2 separate regions of the Mus musculus genome follow, and region 1 is linked to region 2. A link is a contact called in public Hi-C data. All regions are on one chromosome and are shown on one strand. Each heading gives the region's core, a stretch centred on a gene start, on an enhancer-like site or on the middle of the called end of the contact. The rest is flanking DNA. Distances are from core to core; before and after follow the strand shown. Region 1 has its middle 4.5 kb from the start of Gm33263. Region 2 has its middle 54 kb from the start of Tmem26.

Evidence for each region. Hi-C and Micro-C count contacts between places; a contact is called where the count stands out from the background.
Region 1: a contact with region 2 is called in a Hi-C map of cortical neurons, with 3 times the contacts expected there. The contact joins two enhancer-like sites. A contact is called at or near these places in 1 of 484 Hi-C or Micro-C datasets (cortical neurons) and 1 of 9 other capture datasets (adipose tissue).

Annotation. Positions count from the first base shown.
Region 1 is chr10:69,153,855-69,157,842 of GRCm38.p6, reverse strand. It overlaps a transcript of Rhobtb1 not described here. Among named protein-coding and RNA genes, the nearest start is that of Gm33263, 4.5 kb to the right of the region's middle. Within about 2 kb of position 2,247, at least 6 of the 459 cell types and tissues checked have an H3K27ac peak or open chromatin away from gene starts, as enhancers often do. A contact at or near this core is called in cortical neurons, where this site is marked.
Region 2 is chr10:68,667,800-68,671,582 of GRCm38.p6, reverse strand. No RefSeq gene overlaps it. Among named protein-coding and RNA genes, the nearest start is that of Tmem26, 54 kb to the left of the region's middle. Within about 2 kb of position 1,377, at least 6 of the 459 cell types and tissues checked have an H3K27ac peak or open chromatin away from gene starts, as enhancers often do. A contact at or near this core is called in cortical neurons, where this site is marked.

The sequences.
Region 1 (3,988 bases), core at 998-3,497, 490 kb before region 2:
GCCTGAAGGGGACTTCCATCATGGAGTTGGTTGTGCTATGGCCTGGGGTCCTGTTACAACAAGACAGCTGTGATCTATGAGCTCACAGAAGGTGTGGCTACCTGCACACCATCAAGCCAGTCAGCAAGGGGCTGGGAAGAGCTCATGAGCTCCACCCCCCGCTCCTGATGGAGAGAGTTGATGGCTTCTGGGGGGAGGGAGAGTCAGTTTTCTTTAAGGGTGTGGCACTGAGTAGGCCAACCACACTCTGATGGATGGCTCCGTGCCCAGGCATTTATGGGCAGTACAAGTTGGACTCAGTGGGTTATCTTTCATTTTATTTTTAAAGAAGGTTGAGGCTGGGGTCTAAATACACCCATTCTTGTACTGTGGACTTCCTTAGTTTTTGTTTGAAGCCCCTATTTGCTATGCCTCTGTGTTCCTCCCTTCCCCTCTCTCTTCCTCTCCAGGTCTCTTTTCCTCTACCTATGAACCTATTAAAAAAAAAAAAGAGTCCATGAGGTTGGGAAGGGAGGGTGTTATGGGAAGGGGAGGTTGGATATGATTGAAATACATTGTAAGTATGTGTGAAATTTGCAAAGAATTCATCAAACTCTATTTCAAATATATGCACCCTGAAAAGCTTGCCTAAAATCCTAAGGGCACAGTGACAGTTAAAAATAGGCTTGCAAAGTCAAAGCAGAAGGAAAAAAAAGAAACCCAGAATAAATAGAACTTACTGAAACATTAGAAGTCAGACACATGTTCAGCAGAAGTATACTTACCATCACAAAGAGAATATTTCACATTTAATAGGTTGACTTTTCTAAAATACAGGGGCATTTGAATTAGCCATTTTTATGTACATAGCTGTTCTGAAACTCCCTTAAAAAAAGCAAAGGCCAATGCCTTAATAAGAGGCATTATGACACAGACCTATTTGAATCAGGCTTATGAAAAACAGGACTGGAAAAGTTGAAATGCCTGCTGCATACACTGCAAATAGATTTAATTAATGGAAACCCCAAGGACGGAACTTCTTTAAATAAGCAATTGCGTAGGGAATTAACAGTGTAAATAGGATCCTGACTTATTAGCGCAAGTTCCCCTTCCCCCCAGTCTGAGATGTAGGGGCAAACACTCACTCACCTACGCTTTAAGTTAGGTATGCACACATGGTGACACATGGTGACTATGGGGCCCTAGCACATTTAAAACCTTTTAATAACTTGTTCACAGACTGGGCTTATGTTTACCTTTGCTTTGCAAACGCTGTATTTATGGGCAGATAAGATATGGTGCTTTAAACATGTCTTTTCAGCCTTATGTACAATTTTTAGACACAGAATAAACCATTTTTTTTTTTCAGGGACCCTTTCCGAGCTCTTCCATACATCCAATCTATATGCTAATACCAGAATATTCTCATGGTTTGTTATTAAGGGTTCCCCTAAGGACTTCTACTTTGTAATGTTTTGTTGAAGTTACTCCGTGTAGTTAAAGGTAATAAAAGCCACATTTGTCTAAGAGTTATCTGTAATTCAGCCCTCACATACATTCAGGTATGCGTACTTCCCCAAGCCTGGAATAAATGAAATGCTTACAATATTCATAGCTACACACAGAAGGCATTTCTGTAAAATATGCATCAGAACATTAAATATAGAAATAAAAATAAAACATGTTGCGGACTGAAATTAACACATACGTTTGTGGGTAGGCAAGGCAGAGTCGGTCTGGGGAGAAGAAAAAAAACCTACCAACATTGCCCCTTTTCTCCAAAAGCTGATGTCTCCTGTTCACTCTGACCTTTGGCCTAGCCACTTGCAGAGTGATCATGCATTTTTTGAGTTGAAGACAGCTGTTGCTGGGGCCAAGACGGGTAGATACTCCAAGAGAGGCATCTGGGAAGAACAGGAGCGCTACCGAACAGCAATCTGTCCATTTCTAAATCGTCCTTGTATGTGGCCATGATGTTTCAAGGACCACATGTCAGTTTTGTGCACAAAACTCTACTTGTGTATAAAATATGCAGGGAAGACTCATGTTATTTTCATGATCCCAACTCCTATGTAGGTCAAGATGACTCAAATTGTAGATCAGAGGAAACATGTTCAACTACAATTTATAAAACCCATGATGTAATGTTTAAAAATGGAGTGTTCTTATTTCATTTTTTTTTTTTTTTGTGAAAATGCAAACACCCTTAACATGAGTCTGGTTGCTATTCATATGGTGTGCCATCTTTACGTAAAGCAATGTTTCTACATTTTTAAAATATATATATACTGTAGAATGCAGTGCTAATTTAGTCACACAAATTAGTACTTACCATGCAAAAGGGAAAAATAAGCTTCAACTCCATTTTCATTACTGAAGACAGCCTGGTGAAGGACGCGCGTCTAGATGCCTCTGTGTTGCAAAACCTAGGAAGGAGGTGGAAGCAGGAGACACATAGTGAAGAGAAGAAACTGCCGATACAATATTAGCTCCATACACTAGTGGTGATTCTCCATCAGGACAAGAACTGCTCAGCCAGGACATGCCATTTGGAAATCTCCCAAAGAATTAGTGTAAGAGGGGCAGAAAGTTACCCCTCTTTCAGGGGAGCAGGGGAAAAGGGCTGCCCTTGGAAGCAGGATGCTAGAGTGAACCCTCCTCTAGGGGTCTTTATTACTATTAGTATTATTATTATGTTTTAATCATTTAACCTGGACTGGCCTCAATTATTATTATTACTTTTAATTCATGTAGCCTGGGCTGGCCTCAACCCTTGATACATAGTTGAGGATGTCCTTGAATATCAGCTCCCATGCATCCATATCCCCAGTGCCAGGACTACAGGCAAGCATCAGCAACATGCCATGTTTTATACAGTTCAGGGGATGCAACTCAGGACTTTGTGCATGCTGGGCCAGTCTGTGCCAACTGAGTTCCATCCCTGCTCCCATGTCCTCTCAGTAGGATTGTTCTGAGGATCCAGGGAGGTGAGGAGTGGAGAGACGATCCGGTTAAAACAAGGGCCGTGGCACTGAGCTAAGATTGAACTAAACTGGCCTCCAGTCATCGGCCCTCCAGCCAAGCAGACACTGAATACTGGCAAAATATAACCACGTAAGGCAAGTGCCAGCTGCCACCAATCAGGTGGCTTTGGGTTGTCACTGTCTTTTCTCTGGTTATAACTTATCTATTTGGAAGGATGGAATCTTCTGGACATGTTTGTCTCAGAGTATTGTTGGGTCATAGGTCCTCATTTCATTCTCTTCCCCCCACCCCCACGTGTGTGTGTGTGTGTGTGTGTGTGTGTGTGTGTGTGTGTGTGTAGTGCTGGGGACAAGGATACATTAAACTGATAGACACAACTGATCTCAGCCTTTTTTTTTAATGAGGTACTTATTATGTTTGTACCCTGACACATTTTACCTTAAGGATTTGATATGGTTTCCAAAAATCAAGTTTATAAGATATGAGTAAAAATCAGAAAACAACATTGAAAATAAAAAAGAAAAAGAATGCACATGTACACATACATACATGCACACAGAGTGACATATACATGCACACACTCAAGTGCACACACATATACATGCACACACATACATACATGCTCACATACATGTGCATACAGGAACAAGCACATATACACAGATGTATACATGCACACACTCAACTCCATACACACATACATGCACATATATACACACATATGCTCACATGTGCATACACACACACACACACACACACACACACACACACACTGGTCAACACAGTCAAAGTAGCTAAAAGTAGTAGAATTTGTATTTGAATTTCTTGGCACTTTGGGGGGGGGGAAAGAAGGCATACATTTTTAATATCCCTCCGAAGAAATCATGTCATTTTATCACACTCTCTAGAGAAAGCAAGTATTTCATCCTTCTGGCATGAAATCCATTCCTAGAGACTTTTTCATGTGCAACAGCACAGAAACGTTGAGATAAAATGGACTATTTATAAATAGGAATGGCTATAT
Region 2 (3,783 bases), core at 128-2,627:
GGGGTGCAGGACTCAGCCCATCTTGACTCCAGCCTTCAGAAGTGGGATAGGCGAGCATGATACTGTCTTGGCTTCCTTCATGAGCAGGGCACTCCTCCATTCTCCCCAGCAATTCTGCTTACTACCTAGCCCACCACTTCCTGCCTTCATATCTGGTGTTCTCATTCAAAACTCAGAACAGCCAGGCTGATTTCCTGCTCTGGGAATGCTCTTGTCATGACCAGGACAAGGTGAGGTTTTATTTCCAGAGCCATGAGGGACACTAATGTCCCCTAGAGGTGTGTGTTGAAATGTCCTCCACACCCCACACTGACCCCTTCATCTGCTTTATGCTTCCTCATGGCAACTATTGATCCTCAAATTATTTTTAATATTTATATAGTTTTTAACTAAGTGTCAAGTGTCTGGCTGATAAAGGGTCTTATTCAAAGCCTGAGAGTTAAGAAACATACAACAATATTTAGTGGTTGAATTAAATATTGTGAGTATATTTTCACATATTTTATGACCTATCTTACCTTAGTAACTGTATAATATTCCACTAAGATCCAAATGTACTAAACACAATTTTTATTACTTTGGGGAATTGAGGTTCCCACGTTTTTATTTTTTTGCTTTAAACTAGCATTACATGTAGATCATGTTGGAGGAAAGTATCCAGAAAGGAAGAAAGATTGGGGTTTTAAAAAATCAGCCTATAAGCAGATGGTAGTTTGCTCCCTACAGTGATGCAGGCTTCTGGTGACAGCACTTTAAAGCCTGGGTGTGTGTCACAGCCTTCCCAGACCTCCCTATCACAATCTAGTTCCCAAGTGTGGTTATCTGGGCTCTGGTCCTGCTTAGAGCTGAGGAGATGCAGACCCAACTTCAGGAAGCATATTCTTTTTAAACGTTAAGCCCTCCCCACCCCTACTGATGAACAAAGAAAGTTTGAGCTTCCTTCACCCTCCGCCTCACCCCATGCTGTCCCTTTGGGAAGCTAATCATGGCTACAGTAATTGAATTACCCTAATTTTGGACAGCCGGTGTATCCATTGATTTTGGGCAACGAAGTACATCTGCTGAACTTAGAGCCTTTGGGGGAGATTGCACTGCACTGAGATTTAAAAACAGCTCTCAGGGGAGCTGGAGAGGTTCAGGAGCGAAGGGAGCGTGTTCATGACTATTCTCAAATGAGTCAAATTATCTAGCAAATTTAAAGTGATGGGTTCTCCAAGCCATCCAGGGCTGTGGCCCTCCACCCCTGCCACCACCTTCCCTCCCTCTCATATGATGAAGATTTAACCATGAGAACATGTCCAGCCTGTCCTAAATTCTGCCCTCAGTTTCCTGATAGCAGCCCAGCATGGAAGCAAGTGACGGACGGATCGTGACCAGACTGCTTGCAGACTTGGCTAAGAATAGATTCTGATTTTCCATTGCTAACAGCCCTGCCCATTCCACAGTGCATACTAAAATATAGATTTTTTTCCTCCTTATAATTATAACACACAAGATAGCTAGGTCTTTTTCTCAGAGGCAGGCAATGTTAATCTGCATACCTGAATGCTATTTCCATACACATCTTTTTAAAGGCATCTATAAATTTTTTCATAAACACGGTGTTTAAGAAAATGAAATTAATTGTATGTACTTTAATACTGAAAACACAAAGCAAACTGTACCTAAATTGCCCATTTTATCTGTCTTGCTGAGGAGGAAGACAGATGAGAGAAAAATGTATGTTTCAGTATCCGCTTAATACTGTGGCAGTTGTGAGGGGTAACCTGTGGGGATGAAAAATGAAGCCTATAGTCCTATCTGTTTGAAATAAATGAAACAGAATTTGTGTCTAAAATACAAGCAATATCTCAGGAACTGCCGTAGCAAATATCAGCATTAATAACATACTTCTGGAGGCTCACAAAAATATAATCAATTTTTCAGTTCATAAAATTTCAAAAAATTGAATTTACATTTGCTAAACCAATTAACAAATTCTAATTTACGCAGCGTTGATGCTTCTAATTGGCAGCCGTGCATTTTTATGAGACTTCTTGTTAATCTCTTATGGTAATCAAACTCAGAAAATTTAAAATTCATTGGTGTTCTTGATACACGGAACTAGTTAAAATTCTTAATTAAATTAGGGTGACTGAAAGAGAAGCCATTTTAAAAGTAAAATCATAAAGTGTTATGACTAACGTTGTACAAATTAGCATAAAGTAGTTTTGGGGAGAATCATTTGGAAGACTTTGTAATTTGGAACACCTGCCATTACTGCATTTGTTAAACTTTTATCAATTAATCATTACTCCCTCCAATAGCAGGAAAAATTGAATATTTTGAATATGAAGAGGGTGACTAATTGCAAATGGCAAATTGCTGACTGGTTCCATTATTACCTGCGCTTTAAGAATTTTGAGAAATAAATGTCTACTATGCGATGTATGAATACATAAATTATCCTAATGCACTCCATATTGGATGGCTTTCCATCTTTCTCATTCTATAATAAATGTTTTCTTGAGGTAGGAAAGATGACTTAGTGAACACGGATTCCATAATGGGATATGATTATGGCTCCATTAAAAACATTTAATGGTCACATTATTTAATCTCATTCTCTAAATACACACTAGCCATATATTTTATATTTTAAAGGGCATGAGTAGAGGGAACAGTTGTTTTTGCTATAGTGAGGAAATCAATCCTCATTTGAAGTACAATTTAGGATTAAGCCATATAGCACCACGGCCTCGAAATGTTAATTAATTCTCAATTTGGCCCGTGGTTCTCAAGCCCAAGCGTTTAGATTGTAAAGGGCACTTCAGCCAAGACTCATTTTATTACAAGTTAAAAATCTCAGAAAAAAAATTGATTTAGAAATGTGTTTCTAAATCAATGCAGCAAGAACAGAGTACCTAAAAAAAAAAAAATCTCTGCTAAAATGTACTTTTCATTATTCGAAGATTCACACAGGGATCTCTAATGGTCCCTGAAAATTCCGAGATTATCAAGAAATGTGACTTTAAGTACCTTGAAATTGCTACAGCTATTTATCTTAGCCAGCCCTAGACAAAGCTCTATGACTATTAGATAGAAAGTGTTTCAGATGTAAGAACCACTTCAGTGGTGTTTTATAGTTCAGAAAGCTAGAGGACATGGGGCTAAATTAGCAAGAAGTGTGGAGGCTTCCAGTGAGGAGATGACCTATCCAGTCAAACTTTACAAATTCCAAATTTGATTAAAAGTAGCCCAAAGAGGATCCAACTCTGACTTTCTGAAGGAAAGAAAGAAAGAAAGAAAGAAAGAAAGAAAGAAAGAAAGAAAGAAAGAAAGAATTCTTCTAAGATGTATCTTAAATGATAACTGTGGGACCACTCATGGTTCACAAGTGTTTCCTAAACTTGTATTGAGATCTGTATTATTGACTGTTTTCATAATTATAATAAGATTATAAGACACAACTGAAGGAAATAAAAGCATCTTTTGGCTTAAGAGTTGTAAGATGGCACTGGCCACATGGCATCCTCAGGTGGGAAGCAGAGAGATGAAGGATGGTGTTCTTCTAAGTTTACCCATCCCATGGGATGATGTGGCTTACGTTCATGGTTGGTCTTCCTTCCTCAGTTAAACTGGCCTGAAAGTTCCCTTGAATGCACATTGAAAAATTGAGGATTGTTAATCCAGTCCAGTGGAGAAAGAGGATTAAACGTGGCTGACTCTTAGGATGTGTGTCTTCGTTACTATTCAATCCCCAGGAAGGGTCTGATCTAAAATATAACTACCTTGGCATAGGAA